Regions from separate parts of the Danio rerio genome. Here region 1 is linked to region 2. The links are chromatin contacts, called in public Hi-C maps. All regions are on one chromosome and are shown on one strand. Each heading gives the region's core, a stretch centred on a gene start, on an enhancer-like site or on the middle of the called end of the contact. The rest is flanking DNA. Distances are from core to core; before and after follow the strand shown. Region 1 has its middle 34 kb from the start of notch3. Region 2 overlaps notch3 (notch receptor 3).

Evidence for each region. A called contact is a pair of places that touch in the nucleus more often than the background predicts.
Region 1: a Hi-C map of embryo shows a contact between it and region 2, with 2.0 times the contacts expected there. The contact joins two enhancer-like sites. A contact is called at or near these places in 2 of 18 Hi-C or Micro-C datasets (caudal fin and embryo) and 1 of 4 datasets of contacts at active chromatin or transcription factors (caudal fin).

What each region holds. Positions count from the first base shown.
Region 1 is chr3:56,120,853-56,123,554 of GRCz12tu, forward strand. No RefSeq gene overlaps it. Among named protein-coding and RNA genes, the nearest start is that of notch3, 34 kb to the left of the region's middle. Within about 2 kb of position 1,384, at least 5 of the 62 cell types and tissues checked have an H3K27ac peak or open chromatin away from gene starts, as enhancers often do.
Region 2 is chr3:56,052,765-56,055,464 of GRCz12tu, forward strand. It overlaps notch3 (notch receptor 3), which reads right to left. Exons shown (of 33, transcript NM_131549.2): 33 at 2,357-2,700. The coding sequence ends at 2,632. Among named protein-coding and RNA genes, the nearest start is that of zmp:0000001048, 19 kb to the left of the region's middle. Within about 2 kb of position 1,302, at least 4 of the 62 cell types and tissues checked have an H3K27ac peak or open chromatin away from gene starts, as enhancers often do.

The DNA of each region.
Region 1 (2,702 bases), core at 134-2,633, 68 kb after region 2:
TCTTTTCCAACACTAATATCACTAATACTTTTAATAAGCTTCTAATGATTTTAAGCCATATCATTAATTATTAATTATCGCCACCTAGTCACTACTTTCACTGTTTATAGAAAGATTACAAATGTGGTAGAAATAGGGCAAATATTTATACATGGATGAGCACATAGAATGGTAAAATATGGTATTAATACTGCAAAAATGGGTGGGTTTATAGGTATGAGTTGCTGGCACACACATTTCAAGTCAAAATTATTGAAAACAATAGCATGCATTTTTATCAATATAGGCTTTCAAATAAGTTGAGGTCAAACGTTATAAGAATAATCTAAAAAATTTTCATTATTTATTATTGATTAATTAAGGAGCAAAACTTGAACCTGCATACACATCAGTAAATGTGCAGTAGCGCCTCTCCCATTATTTATGTAATGTAAAGTGTTACCTAATTTTCACATTAAACATTCACTGCTCTCTACTCTTGGGTACTTTTTGGTACTTGCATTTGGGCAAGTAGTGGTACTTTTACTTGAGTATGATTTTTCAGTACTCTTTCCACCACAAGTGCTCATAGTAAGTCAATTTGTGAGAGTGGTCATTCGTGTTTGCAATATTTACAGTATAAACTCGACACTCTATTAAACACTCCTTTTAAATGATGCTCAAAGTAGTCATAACTTCACATTGTTCTCTTGGTTTTAGCTTATCTACTATCTTCTAACCTGAGACTCCTCAGCTTCCATCTCTGCTGAGTTATCCTATTCATACACTGGCTTGTTTACAGTGCTAACAGCTTTTCCAAGAGGCGCAGCACTTATGTCAAGGGCTTCTTTACACATCTGATGACACAAACACATGGGTTGTGTGGACATGTACAAGTTTCGAGATTTAAGCAACCGCCTGGCACCTACAACATGCTGCAACAATGCGACTACTCTTCCATGACTCAAAATCCCAAACTGAGATAATCCTCCTCGTTGTGTTGTCAAGACCAAACCGCCATGTACCAGATTTCTGTGTTTGACTTCCAAAAGTTTTTTTTTTCTGTCATTCAGATTTTGTTGGGATGCAGTTTTGCCACTGTGCCATGGTCTCTGAAAATTAGTAGCAGGCTGAGGTTGAAAAAGAAGCAGCGCATGGAGCAGATGTCAGGGTCTGTGTTTATTTGCCTTTCTGGAGGGGGTGTTAGTGTGGGAAAGCTCCTCTCCACGGTTGGGATCAATGTGGGAGAGATAAGCTCACGACGTGGCCTTGGTTAAGCATGGTTGAAAACTGTTTTGGTGTGAGAACTTCCTCCCATGTTGTAATTTCAACATAACATGAGTCTCAGCAAGGTCACTAGTACGAGAGCTCTGTTTTTTTCCTCTCCCCATGTGCCCGGGGTGCTCTTTCTGTACACACTACACCGCAAGCCGTTGGGAACTTTACAGGGACCTGATCTAAATGTTCCCATCAGGTCTGTGAGTTTAGCGTGGGAATTGCGAGCAGAGTTGAGATGTGGGATGTGGGAGAGTTTCCTTTGTAACTGATGTACACAAGACATATAGGAGGCCTGAGAATTACAAAATGTCTCATATACAGCATTCATATACAGTGGAGATCAAAATGTACATTTTTTTGTACTGTTTTATTTAAGGGAACCAGACAAAAATTGCCGTTTTAAGCATTTAACGCACTTCTAGATCACCCAAAAATTACAATTTACTCACTATTTACTCACTCTCAAGTTTTTATAAACCTTCATGAGTTTCTTTCTTTTGTTGAACACTTAAGAAAATGTATTGGAGAAATCTGAAAACCTGTATTATGGAAATCAACGGTTACAAGTTTCCAACTTTCTTATTATTGATGTATTATTCTAAGTTATTGGTGTTAATCTGGCATGTTTGTTGTAAATTCCTCAATTTTTATTGTGCTTTTAAAACCAGGTTTATTACATTAAAGGTATGGTAACACTTTATTTTGATGGTTCATTTAAGTTTTAGTAGACTGTCTGCTTAATATCTATTGATACTGCTTCTTTAACAGACAAATACGAAACTTTACAATTACATGTCAACTTACACTATCCCTAACTCCAACCTTAGCCCCAACAGTCTACTTATATTCTAATGAGAATTAGTTGGCATTTAGATGCAATATAACTTAAATTCAACAAACGGACTATCGGAATAAAGCGTGATCAAGGTATTCAGTAGCAAAGCTATTTTTGTTTAGTTTTGAACTATAAACTAACTTAAGACAGAAACAAATGAGCAATAAATAAATAAATATATTAATAAATAAAATAAAAAAAATAAATAAAGAATTTAATTAAATAAAGCAAATAAAAAAAAAAAAACTTATTGTGGTAGGGGATGTTGAGGGGACTCATGGTTGGAGTACATTATTCTCAATAGCCCCTTTCACACACTGATACCAGTAAATATCTGAAAAATTACCAGAATGACTTTACTGGTAAATTTTAAAAAAAGCACTGTTCGAACAGGCGAGGACGTTACGAAATTTTTTCCAGAAAAGAGCATTTACACATCCATTCCAAAAATACCGGTAAATTCTAACACCATTAACCAGAAATGACCTCTAAACGGCTGGGCTTGTATTTGTAAACATTTGACTACATTACAAACTCTGTGGTTGGATCAGTATTGTGAACAACTCCAATGAAAACATATAAACACTTTCGCATGTCGGGATGTACATGA
Region 2 (2,700 bases), core at 52-2,551:
CCTGGGTAAACTTTTGAAAGTACCACTGCAGCTTTTAGTTCCTTTTCTATCTATAGTAGTATCAAATACAAATATTGAAGTTGTTGTACATCCATCTCCATGTTCAACTTTTTTGTAATCTAAAAACAACAGGTAAGACCAATAATAAGACATCAGTGAAATGTAGTTTCTACTGCTTTATTAGAAGTAACATATTTTACAACTTTGTCTGTAGAAAGAAACTGTGAAAAGCTGTTTATATACAATGATTTAAACTACTTTTAAACAAGTACAGGAAATTAATAATGACGATAGAAAATATCTATGGCTGTTCTAGTTATGAAAGACCGACACGCGGTCACATCCTCACCTTAATAACGCTAATAAAAAGTACATTTATTTACTTTTTGCTCTTTTTAGTACATAATCATTTTAGAAACATAAGACTTCTCATAAACAAGTAGACCTAAACCAGGTGAAACGTATTTACAGAAAGGAACTGGAATTTCAAAAATATCTTAAGAACTGTACCATGAGTGGTGAAAGGTTATGAACGACAGAAAGACTTATGCTGGGTTAGCTAAGCTTAGTAGTACTTGAAGGATAACAAAGAGGTCCAGAATGTGCTCCGAAACAACCACAAGCATTGATATATCGTACATGAAGATTTAACATTGCTGTACACTCATCACATGGGTTTGAAAAAATCATGCACTGTACACTCAACACATAGGTCTGAAAAATATCAGGCACAAATACTATTTTTTTTTTCTCTTTAGAAAAATATTGTATGGCAGAAATCAATGTTAGTGTATCATGGTTAAGTGAAATGGGCATGTTCCTCTTGGCGATAGCGATACAAATTTGAAAAACATTTGTCAGTGCAATCAAATGCAGGTTTTACAGTTGGGAAAGTTCATGGGGATGAACATTTGGACATGTTGCAGAAAGCCCAGGGCATCACTACATAGTAGCGTTTCCCATCTCACGCCTTCTGATCAGACACGACAGATGTCATCGTCTTGGCTGGTGGGGTGGGAACTGCTAAAGATGCAGACAAAACTGCATGCTATATAACACCTCCCTGAGGAGTGACAGAGCACTAGCAGACCATTAGCAACCCCGTTAGCCACGTACCCAACACACAACACATATGCTCGCTATCCAAACCAAAAGGAGCCAGAATATGATTAGACCACATGAAAATGCTGGACCTGAGGGATCAAGTTTCATTCAAATAAATCACCCACAATGCCTTGGCTTCGTAAAAGCCCCAGAGGAAGACTTCTAGTGGTCAAGTAACCACTGCAGCTGTTCAGTACTGAAATGAAGTGCTTGTGAGGGATCGGGAACACAATGGGATCTGTTCCACAGCAGCTCCACGAGGCCGGTGGATGGGTTGCGATCAGGAATGTTAGCGGAAAGGAAGTTGAATGTCACTGAAGAAGTGACGCAGAGCAGCAGCCTAATAACACAGCTTAATACATCAATGTTCCACAGGTAGCTGTGGTTCCAAAAATGTGTTTATAAAAAAAGAATAAAAGAAAATTAAAATTTACAAAAGGCAAGACTATAAGGCAGTGACTGGCAGGGATTTTGAGAGCGAACTGGTAGGAGCGTGGGCCAGCTCTGGCCTTTGTAAGTCGGTGAGGTCACTGAAGAAACTATGTTCAGTAAAATCATGTCCACTGATACAACGCAACACTGAAGAACATTCTAAACACTGGCCTGTTTTCGAGAGGCGCTTATGCATGGCTGTTGTAAATGCTGAACTTGGATTTCAGGATTTTTTCTTACCATCTCTCTCAAGCTTGTTTTCCCTTGAAGTGCTTCACAGATGCCCCTCTACATTCATACAAATACTTTTATAAAACGTATAAAATAATTTTAAATCAGAATATTTCACTTGTGTTGGTCTCTATATAGCTCTGATTTTATGTGCCAATGAAGTGTTTCTGCTAGACTAAATAAATATCACTAAAATTTGTAAAACGTCTAATCTCATGGTGTGTGTGTGTCACTCAAAAGGCCGGTGTACACATTCCGACTGTATCGGTTGCTGCTGATGAAACCAGGGGCGGAACATGAGCTGCTTCTCTTGTAACAGTAGTAACATGGAACCTGAGGAGACCTCACGAGTCCCATGTAAAATATTGGGGAGAAGTAAGGCATTTGTTATAGGGGCCACTAAAAACAACAGAAACAGACAGAGGGTGAAAACACCCACAAGGCAGTTTGGAAAAACATAAGACAATAAATAAAACGAAAGGAATTTCCTTCAACATTTCACTTTTCACTCAATCTATTTTTTTTTTAAAGTTTGTTAGTTTCAGGAGTGTCCCCAAGTCTTTGAAATGAAAGACGTGGCATTCTTCATATATTTTTTTTTTTAATAATTAAAAAACAAGTCCATCTGTGACAGAATGTCTTACTTCATTAAATTGTCTTTTCTTTTTAAGACAACACAAATTTCCCTTTAACTTTCTTTCTGCGGATACCGGCAGATGGTCTTCTTGACGCAAAACAGTCAATCCTAATCCAATCAAAATCTTGGAAATGGGCTGACAGGCAAGTTAAAAACACAAGCCCTAGAGTGACGATTGTCAGCTCTAAACTTTCAAAGTCACAAGCATTTAAGGTAGGTTGGGCCGCTCAAGCAAACACCTGCATCTTCCCGTTAGACTCCTGGACTTGTGAAATCTGGGTTTGAGAAGGAGCTGT